2 separate regions of the Hordeum vulgare genome follow, and region 1 is linked to region 2. The links are chromatin contacts, called in public Hi-C maps. All regions are on one chromosome and are shown on one strand. Each heading gives the region's core, a stretch centred on a gene start, on an enhancer-like site or on the middle of the called end of the contact. The rest is flanking DNA. Distances are from core to core; before and after follow the strand shown.

Evidence for each region. Hi-C and Micro-C count contacts between places; a contact is called where the count stands out from the background.
Region 1: a Hi-C map of leaf shows a contact between it and region 2, with 2.9 times the contacts expected there. The contact joins the promoter of LOC123452104 here to the promoter of LOC123398189 in region 2. A contact is called at or near these places in 4 of 6 Hi-C or Micro-C datasets (leaf and seedling) and 1 of 1 datasets of contacts at active chromatin or transcription factors (embryo).

Annotation. Positions count from the first base shown.
Region 1 is chr5H:520,829,918-520,835,317 of MorexV3_pseudomolecules_assembly, forward strand. LOC123452104 (serine/threonine-protein phosphatase BSL2 homolog) reads left to right here and starts at 1,959. Exons shown (of 21, transcript XM_045128689.1): 1 at 1,959-2,601; 2 at 3,420-3,480; 3 at 3,655-3,733; 4 at 4,010-4,089; 5 at 4,170-4,264; 6 at 4,370-4,469; 7 at 4,840-4,909. The coding sequence starts at 2,208.
Region 2 is chr5H:520,601,376-520,606,867 of MorexV3_pseudomolecules_assembly, forward strand. LOC123398189 reads right to left here and starts at 3,586. Exons shown (of 1, transcript XM_045092689.1): 1 at 2,593-3,586. The coding sequence starts at 3,551. The coding sequence ends at 2,961. LOC123452103 (GTPase LSG1-2-like) reads left to right here. Exons shown (of 7, transcript XM_045128688.1): 6 at 289-368; 7 at 460-1,737. The coding sequence ends at 1,591.

The DNA.
Region 1 (5,400 bases), core at 709-3,208, 230 kb after region 2:
GACTTGGAGCACACACCAAGGCTTTGGAGGTTTCCTAGCCGAACACAACGTCGTCTCATAGTTCGTCCCTTTAGTAATAGTCACAAAGCAGCCCACTTGTCCGGCCTATAGAGATAGACCAACGGCCCAAGGACCCCTTAGTCCCGGACTCCCTCAGATGCGTCCGGACGCGTCCACGGAGAGTGCCCGATCACCTCTCATTTTGCGTCTCGTGCAACTGCATACCTCAAAGTTCATACTTGAAATCCATACTAGAACATGCAACATAAAATTTATGTACTGCTAAATAGAGCAGCCCACCTGTCCGGCCTATAGAGATAGACCAACGGTCCAAGGACCCCTTAATCTCGGACTCCCTCAGATGCATCCGGACGCGTCCACGGAGAGTGCCCGATCACCTCTCATTTTGCGTCTCGTGCAACCGCATTCCTCAAAGTTCATACTTGAAATCCATACTAGAACATGCAACATAAAATTTATGTACTGCTAAATAGATAAAACTAACCTACTCCTACTGATCGTAGGAGATGTAGATGACCTATGTGTCGGTAGTGCCGGATGGACTTGAATCCTGTTGGATGGCTGCCTCCCGCAGCTCAGGTTCCTCGTGTGACTCCATGTATGTGAAGGGTTTGTCCGCCTGTGCATTGTGGAGGTAGCGAAAAGTTGCCTTCACCTCCGCCTCCTCCTCCACTTGGGTGACCTCAAACTCACCCATCGCATTGACCATATCGAACATTGCATCCGGAGGCGTCGGATCTGCCTTGCCTTCCTCCCCCCGCTCCACGACCGGCGCCTACTGCTCCGCGTCCTCTTCTCCTCCCCATGCTCCAGAGAGTCTGAATGCAGGCCAGCTGCGATCCAAGCTTCACACCGGGCCTAGATCTCCTCAAGGAGCTCTAACCAACACTCTGGAGTGAGCATTGCAAAAGTGGCGATACATTGACGACCATGGCTATAGGGTGGCGATCTGCTGCGGGGCCATGGCTATAGCGGAAGGCGAGCTTCGAGCTGCGAACGGACGAAAGTGGTGGCATGGAGGGGAGGGAAATGGGTCCATGTCTAGGGTTGGGCGTCTTCGTACCATCCAACTAAAATAGTTGAATTTGACCCCTCTGACGGCACGGCGGACCGCTAGGCTTGGACGGGTGTTTACGTGGGATCCGCACGTCAGTCCGATGCGTCGAGGGCATATGAGCCTGTTTATATCCACCTTAGATATGAACTGGGTATGAGGAATGCCAATCAGTCCGGACGTATAAGACCGATATGAGAGACGAGGCTGGTGAGAGTTTTTTTTTCAAGTAAGGCTGGTCGAGATTTTGCGACTGGTCATCCATCCGGGCTTGTACAGGATGCCATCCTTTGAGGGACACGGCTGGCTAGACGCCGATTGCCGAACACTTTTGTGTCCGTGCGTGTCTGGTCTGTCCCACGTAGTATAAACAGGGAATGGATTCGGTTAGAAATGCTTAAAAAGGATACCACGATGTGGACGCACTCAACGCAAGGCGCTGTGCAGGCAGGCAGCCGGCACCCAGAAGCAGAGCGAGCAAAGCAAAGCCGAAGGAACGAGGGCCAGAACGGGAAAACCGCACCGAGTGGCACCAAAATGCTCCATTTTGCTTTGCCATCCCTTCTCCGTCGTCCCGTCCCGTTCCCCACACAGCCTCCCTTGTCTCTCCTCCACCTCCACCTCCACCTCGATCGTCCGTCCGTCCTTGGCCTCTCTCCGTCTCCGTCCCCCCGTTCGTCTCCTCCGCTCCAACCAAAACCAAAACCAAAACCAAAGCACCTCCAGAGTTGCACCCGGCCCCCCAGGGACACCCCGAATTCCCCGTTCCATCCCACCCCCCCACCACCCCCACGCCCGCGCCGCGCGCACCGCCCGGCCGGCCTCCCGAATTCCCACTGTCGCCCCAAATCTCCCGGGGGCAGCGCCTCGGGCCGCGCGCGCGCGCCCTCTCCCCCACCGCCACCCTCCACCTCCCTCCCCACGCGCTCCCTCGCGATCGCATCGCGTCGCGGCAGGCCGGACAAGCGGGACCCGACAAATCGCGCGGTGCCCCCCGAATCTCGCCGCGCGCCGGGCGGGGGAATCTAGGGTTCCGCCGGCCGGTTCCACGGCTCTGGCCGCGGTGGCGCGCGCCTCCTAGGGCCGGCGCGCGCGGGGGATCTCGGGCCCCGCCGACCAACCCTAGCAGGCCATGGACGTCGACTCGCGCATGACGACGGAGTCCGACTCCGACTCCGACGCGACCACCGCCGCGGGCGCGCTCGGCCGTGGCTCGGGGAGCGAGACCTCCTCCTCGTCCGCCCCGTCGACGCCCGGTACGCCCGCGACGGCCCCGGCCTCGCCGGCCGTGGTTGCAGGATCGGGGCCGAGGCCCGCGCCGGGGTACACGGCGGTGAACGCGGTGATCGACAAGAAGGAGGACGGCCCCGGGTGCCGCTGCGGCCACACGCTCACCGCGGTGCCGGCTGTCGGGGAGGAGGGCTCGCCTGGCTACGTCGGGCCTCGGCTGATCCTCTTCGGCGGCGCGACCGCGCTAGAGGGCAACTCTGCAACGCCTCCCTCCTCAGCTGGCAGCGCTGGGATCCGTAATGCCTTTTATCCCACATGCCCTGTCATTTCTAATGGTCTCCACCGTCGATTGCTGTTATCTCGTGGCCAGAGTTGTTCCGGGCCAGTCTATTAGAGGATTTTTTTTTTCAGTTTGAAATGAAAATGAATTCCCAGGCTTCAGGCCATTTCCCGAGGAATCATTGCTATTTTGTGGCTAAAATGGGCTAATTCTGAGTGTGTTTAGGAAGCCGAAAGATGCAGAAATTCCGATATGACTTTTATTCATGAATTAAATTCAAGCTATTTTAATGAATTGGATTTACTCAGCTCAAATGCTGAATATAGTTGCTGCTGGTTGGTTCCTAATACCAAATTGATTCCCTGGGCTAGAACGTTCAATGCCGTTTCAGGTAGCAGTAAAATTGAGTAGTAAGACAACTTTATGAATAAAATCCCCTATCCCGCGGACAATTTTTCTTTCAATTCTATCATCTAAAGTTGCCAAATGTCTATAGGATCATATAGTTGGCTGGTTGGTTTACAGGATCATTCTACTGTTCCCAATCGTGTGCTATCTCTAGTTGTGCCTATTCTATGAAGATAGCAGGAGGAACCATTTTTTTTATGTAAGCAAAATAGGAGCGTAATGGAACTTATTCAAGACCTGTCACTGGCATGAAATTAGCGGCTTTCTCTTTTGAATACCAACTTGTGTAATCTTTTTGGAAGAAGCTTAAAATACAAGTTTAATTGCTCTAGTGTCAAAATCATTCTCTGCAGTGAAAAAATAGACGATCTTATCTGGCCAGCAATTCTGATTTTATTCCTATCTCAACGGTCTCCTTGGTCGCAGGTCTAGCCGGTGCCACAGCAGATGTCCACTGTTACGATGTATTATCAAATAAGTGGAGCAGGTAGGGTATTCCATAAATGGTTTCCTGCTCTTCTTCTTTTTTGTTTTCAACATATCATACTTGGGCTGCTACTTAAGTAAAGTCTCCACAACTCTTCTCTTTTAGGGTACCATGATAATTCTGCTTTTAGAACTCAGTAAATCAGCTAATCTGAGCACAATACTACTTTGTCAGGCTTACTCCACTTGGTGAGCCTCCTTCACCAAGAGCTGCACATGTAGCAACCGCGGTTGGAACCATGGTTGTCATTCAGGTATATGTTTTTTTACTAGCGGCGTATCAATCTAGTGACCAGACTGGTGCCTTATTACTCTTCGAGATAACTAGTTTGCTATTACCTGTTTTTGCTGTTTAAAACAACAACGACCCTTGACTATTCCCAAGCAAATCTAACCAAGGTAACCAGCGTAGCATAATTGTTTAAAACATGGGCTGAATTTTGTAAGGGTTTTTCTTTATTGCTTACAAAGCTTTATGGAGGTAAACCATTAAATATCTCATCTTTCTTTCATCATTTCTTGCCATCCAGGGTGGTATTGGCCCAGCTGGTTTATCTGCGGAGGATCTTCATGTTCTAGATCTTACACAACAGAGACCGCGATGGCACAGGTAATTATTATTCTTCACTAATTTGATTTGAGAATTGTATTTCTTCATTATCTCTTCTGACGGTGCTATACGCTTTATAGAGTGGTGGTTCAAGGACCTGGTCCAGGTCCACGATATGGACATGTGATGGCCTTGGTTGGACAGAGGTTCTTGTTGACAATAGGTGGAAATGATGGTAGGCAATTGCTCCTTAAATATTTGTGAAGATTTAGATAACTATTTCTACTATTTGAATCCACCCTGAATGGTGTTGATACTTGGGTGATTTTCATTTGCTTAGGGAAGCGGCCTCTGGCGGATGTATGGGCTCTTGATACTGCCGCTAAGCCATACGAATGGAGGAAACTTGAACCAGAAGGTGAAGGACCACCGCCATGCATGTAAGTGTGGCTAACAGAAATGAAAAATGCTTGATGTGGTAAAGTACATTGGTGAGCTACAAATAATGTATGGATGACAGTGGCTTGGCACATTATAATTTTCCTGACAATAAACCTATCTTACTTCTTAATTACCATCTTGTACAACTTTACTCCATTATTAAGCCATCTTTGATATTTGGTGCTATTTATTTTGTATGGTAACGACACAGAGTAGCATGATGTGGCAAAGTTAACAACCATATTGCCCATTCAGTTTGTTGTGATCCAACTTCTGCATTTAGGTCATATTCTTTTATGTTATATTACTGGAAATGGAACTAGTTTTTATGTTCTTTCACTAAATGTACATTGTGGTATTGTTCTTCAGGTATGCCACTGCTAGTGCACGGTCTGATGGTCTACTTTTACTCTGCGGTGGGAGGGATGGTAATAGTGTGGTAAGTAAAACAATATGGGCATAATCATATAATCCACTGTTCCAAAATACTCCCTCCGTAAAGAAATATAAGAGCGTTTAGATAACTACTTTAGTGATCTAAATGCTCTTATATTTGTTTACGGAGGTAGCACATGAAATTTTAAACAAGGTCTGATGGTCATAATTGATGCAATTTTGGTAGTTATTTTTATGTGAATGTATAATTAAATTTAAAATAGTATCAGAATTACGATTTTTAATGAAAAATCTAATAAATATTATTCTCGGTTTACCAATCTTAGTAATCAAAATATATAGAATTCTAAATAACGAAAGTTATAGATGGGCTGCAAGTTCTCTAGGACTATATCTATTTACAATGGAAGTAGTAGTATGTTTGAACCTCTTGCTGGAGCTTAATTCATTTTACTAAACGAAATGGAAACATGGAACTAAATAATCGCACGTTTTGAGCGTTTCTAATAATAGGTTATTAATTTCTGTTATTTT
Region 2 (5,492 bases), core at 2,336-4,835:
GGCCAAGATGCATGCAAGAAATATATCGAGCTTCAAAATTATCAGGCAGAAGCCAAATAAGCATAGTGGACCACTAAATATTAGCACTGCCTACGTTCTGGTTAAGCTTGCCGTGTTTGTTTTTTGAGCTAAATATGATTTGTGATATTTGAGAGTAGTTTTGAGATATGTGAGCTAACAAAGAAGAAGTAGTTTCCCCTTTATTATAGAACTGTTTGCTTTATCGTATTGTAGATTTTTGCAGTTTTCTGCTGTCTTCTGACATGTATCTTTAACTATGTACCAAAGGCATATGCACAGGAAATTGATGAGCACAAAAGAACACTGCTTCTTGTAAACAAGGCTGATCTTTTACCACTGATTGTCAGGTTAGTAGCTCTCCGGAGGTGCATTTGGTTTCCAAGTACCTTTGGTGTCTGTTGTAATGCATGACATTTTCTCAATTCGGAAAAAATGCAGGCAAAAATGGGCAGATTACTTTAAGCAACATGGTATTCTCTATCTATTCTGGTCTGCTAAAGCTGCTACCGCGACGTTAGAAGGGAAAAAATTGAGCAGCCAAATCATGGAAGAATCAGATACAGAACTTGATACGAAGATATATGGCCGGGAAGAGCTCCTGGTGAGGTTGCAGGGTGAAGCGGAGTATATTGTGAGCCAAAAGGGTACATCCGCTGCTGGAGAGGAACATGAATCTAGTTCTGATTCTGCCTTGGTGCGACCCAAGCGTGTGGTTGTTGGATTTGTTGGCTATCCAAATGTTGGGAAGAGTTCAACCATCAATGCTCTTGTCGGTGAGAAGAAGACTGGTGTAACATCTACGCCTGGCAAGACCAAGCATTTCCAGACACTGATAATCTCAGAAGAGCTCATGCTGTGTGATTGTCCTGGTCTGGTCTTCCCTTCTTTTTCAAGCTCGAGGCATGAGATGGTGGCGTGTGGTGTCTTGCCAATTGATAGAATGACAAAGCACAGAGGAGCAATTCAAGTGGTAGCAAATCGTGTGCCAAGAAATATCCTGGAACAGGTTTACAAAATCACCCTGCCAAAGCCCAAGGCATATGAGGAAGCATCTCGACCACCAACCGCCGCTGAGTTGTTGATGGCTTACTGCACATCTCGGGGGCATGTCAGCCATGCTGGGCTGCCTGATGAGACCAGGGCTGCTCGACAGATACTGAAGGATTACATTGATGGAAAGATCCCGCACTTTGAGCTTCCTCCTGGTGAGATAGACGATGAAACTGATGCAGAGGACAATAGTGACCAAGAAGGCTCAAGTATTGCAGCAGCTGATCAATCAGACGACGATGCTTCTGATGAAGATGACGAGGACATCAATCAAGCTGAGCCTAACATCAGTCATGCCCTAAGCGACCTTGCATCTTTTGACATGCATGGCCAAGTGACCAAGGGTTCCACAAAGAAGATGAAGAAAGAAAAATCCCACAAGCACCACCGGAAACCCCAGAGGAAGAAGGACCGATCATGGAGGGTTGGAAACGATGGCGCTGACGGTTCGGGGGTTATAAGGGTGTTCCAGAAGCCCGCTGTTAATCCTCCTGCCAGTAGCACTAGCGTTGTAGGTTAGTGCTTCAGTTTTTGCTTGCTTGTGTGCCGTGCCTGAACCCCTTTCTGTAACCCTCCCCCACATTACAAGTATCCATGATGTTTGGATGGAAAATGTTGCCGAAACTACAAACATCATTCCAAAAACATTTCTCTATGTTGTTTAAACTTGCGTTTGCCACCCTCTGTGTGTTGCAATGGTATATGCTCTGTGCCTTTTCTTTCTAGCAGTTCACTGGCTGGTATGAAAGCCGTGGTCAATTATTTTGTTTTCAGCAATGTGAGCAATTTGCATCGTTCAAGTGAGGCTTAAAAAGTACTCCCTCTGTACACGTTTTAGGTCACTACTAAAACGTCTTATAAGAGTGTACAGAGGGAGTACTCCGTAGGTAGGAGACATTCTTGCCGTGCAAGGCAAAATGAGGCCGACTGTAACGGGACTGCTTCCAACATGTCGCTGAACAAAACTACTCCTAGGTCACAACACGTTGCATGTTGTTCAGCAACCGTGACAAATTCAGCGTTTACAAGTAGAATAGCGTTCAGAAACGCAGAACTGGTGCTACTCATAATATAAAAACACTAGAAGTTGTACTAAGTGAGCGAGTACTGAAATACCGCTGAAACCTTCAATTCAAATGTACTTCAAACAGGCTGCAATTCTCGAATTCTACAAAACTAGAAGGTTGGGGCAAACAAGGCCAACATGATGCACAGGGTAACACCAGCAGTGTCAATCAGATGGTGATTTATAACCAATCAAATCATTCTTTGAGAACTCCGTATCTATAACCTTGTCAGGAAATTCTTGCTGTTGTAACTTGTAATGCAAATAAACAAATTATTACTGACAAGTAACTTGTAATCCCGTATACTCCTTCCGTAAAGAAATATAAGAGCATTTAGATCACTAAAAGCTTACGGAGGGAGTAGATTGCACTGCTCAAATTCACCCGACAAATATCTAAAACAAGCCAAAATAAGACTGACAAATCTCACAGCACCATGAACAAAACCAGCATCTAAAAACGGAGATTAGTGCTCACTCAGTTATTGTTTGACGAACTGATTACTGGACAAACTTCTTGTCAATTGTTTGCTACGGATGAGTTGGGCGTTACAAATTTGAAGCATAAGATCAGCACGAGAGCTAATCGTGTCAAATCAGTATCCATGCATTGGATTATTACAGCACAAGATCACTTCTCCATATTAATTCACGAGTTAGAACTCGTGAACAATTGTATAATTCCCACCAAAAGAATCGATTTTTTTCTTGGAGAGGCCACCCTCTCCAGTCGTGCAGATCACGCCCAAGGTAAAACAAAATAATCCACATCAAGGATGCCTCAAATCTCACCAAAAAATCGCAAGATCCAGCGCCTAGGGGATCAGACCGCAAGATCCTCCTTCTCCTTCGCCACCGCCGTCGCCGCATCTGCCTGCTTCTTACTGTCGCCCTGTTCCTCCTCGGCCGCCGGGGGCGGCGGCGAGGCAGGGGAGGCCCCGGAGGCTTCGCTGGCCTTGAAGGCCTCGATATCCTCGGCCATGGCGCGCTCGGCGCGGAGGATGGGCTCGTAGTAGTCGGGGAACTTGTCCATGCACCTGCGCAGCGCGGAGGTGGCGTCGTAGCAGCGCTCGACGACGTCGCTGCCTTCCGCCTCCGCCTGCTCCACGCACTTCTCCCAACCCACGAACTCCTCCTTGCACCCGCCGCCCTTCATGAACAGGCAAAACCCGCACTCCCCTTCCTCCTCCTCGCCGCCCTCCGCGGAGGCGTCCAGGACCACCGTCTCCCCAGCCGCGTCCGCCTCGCCGCCGGGAGCGGACTGGGCCTCTTCTTTCGCCGGTGAATCGGCGGGCGCAGCGGCCTCCGGGGGCGCAGCTTCTGCGGCGACGGCGGAGCCATGCTGGGCATCTTCTTTGGATGGTGGATCGGCGGCCTCCGGGGGAGGGGAGGCGGCGGAGGCGGCGACTCCCATCGCGTGAGCGTGAGGGGGTTTTGCCTGTTGGATCGGACTGGGGCTTCCTAGAAGCTGCGAGGACCGGGGAATCTTAAACCCTATTCGAGGTCGCAATTTTTGGGCCTAAATGAGTGGGCTTTGGGAGCACGGGTAGAGAGGAACAGCCCAGCCAGTCGAGTCCGGCGTGGACTAGTTTTGTTTTTTTTAAAAGAATGTACTGGACTACTTCTCCTCTTTCGTCACTTGCCGGCATCGACGACAAGGTGCTACTCCGTCCGTGGCAAAGAGGAATGTTTTTTCTTCGTACTCCCTCTAAGACATGCATGTAGTTTTAGACCATTACTAGCAAAAAAGCACATGCGTTTCAACGGGAGAAAGAAATACCACACGCTCTTAATTTATAAAAAATGATCTATAATCTAAGAATTTGTAGTTACGACACAAATAAAGATCGTCTTATCCTACAAAAATGCAGTTTAAAATTTCACAGGTCTTCTATTTTAACACGGCTTGCATGTAGATTTAATACGTACAAAGAATCAGTCAAGTGACCTTCAGTTTCATCTCTAATCCTGATTTTGTTAACGTGTTCATCCCCAACCCGGATGAGTACCGGTATGAAAGAAAGACGAATAATGACTTATTTATTAAGATTGCACCCTAGATAATATTTTTATTAAACGTTTAACAGATAAACTAATATCATATTTATATTCTACATATCTTTCTAATCAAATTCCATATATAATATGTTAAATTTGGAGTTACGGTTTAAAAGATATGAGTATTTTAAAAAACATTTAATATATACTACGAGTTTAATGTCATAAACAGTAAGTGTTTTTTTGTAAAATCACCTCGGTGGGTTTTCCGACGGAAGCGATAGCCTCTTTATTATTAGGTAAAGAATTTAATTAGCAGCTAAATATAAATTATATGTCATAAAAAATATATCATTTGATTCTTAAGCAAATGTAGTTTTCAAATATATTATTCATTAACTAAGGCCCCGTTCGGAGTCTCTCCGCTCCGCGGCTCTGTTCCCGGAACAGATGGATTTGCAGTTAAAATTCGTGAAGCAACTGTACAGGTGCTTTGTAGATTCTTAAATTTTAAGATGGATTACCGAACGTGTCCTAAATATAATACATATTTAACTAATTAAATTATCAACCTAAAACGACGCGCATGCCTTATGAACTAAGACAACGGAAGTATCATCTTTCATTTTTTTAATTTACAGGAAAATCCTCTTATCTATTCATTGTTTATCATGACAGTACAAGATAAATAAATAAGAACTATAAATCTAGAGCGTGTCTATTTTCATAACTTAATTGCTTCTAAAAAGGTACTCTTGTATTATTTTTTATGTGGTTGGGTGGTTCATGACGATTATATTCTATACTTCCTCGATGTTCTTCTTAAAACATGTGTGGTTTCTTTGCGTTAATGCTACAACAAAATGTTTATGTCGTCACTCCAACCATTGTTAGAGTAGGGTTCAAATGGAGGGTCGTGGTCAACGTTGGTATTACCGGCACCGAGAGGAGAAAGACGCCCTCACTTCATCCATGAGGTAGGTCAGATGCGATGTTGTATCAGTAACGATATGGCCACGGGATACAAAGCATCTATGAAAAGGACGTCCTCGCTTCATCCTTTGAAATGGAATCATTTTATTCCATAACAGTTGGTTCGTCAACCAAACACACTTTTAATGACACGACAATGTGACGACTGACCAATTCCTAAAGAAGGTTGGAGTGGTGATGGAGGGACTAGTCTCGCGTCATCCATCAACATGTGAATCACCTCCTTATGGTGCTATGTTGACATCTAAGATATGGCTGGGTTAGCCACTCGCTGATACTAAACCAAGATTTTTGGCCACCATTACACCAAACACAACCGTCCATGTTTGTCGGGAGATACCTACACCAGTGTTGAGAAGAGACA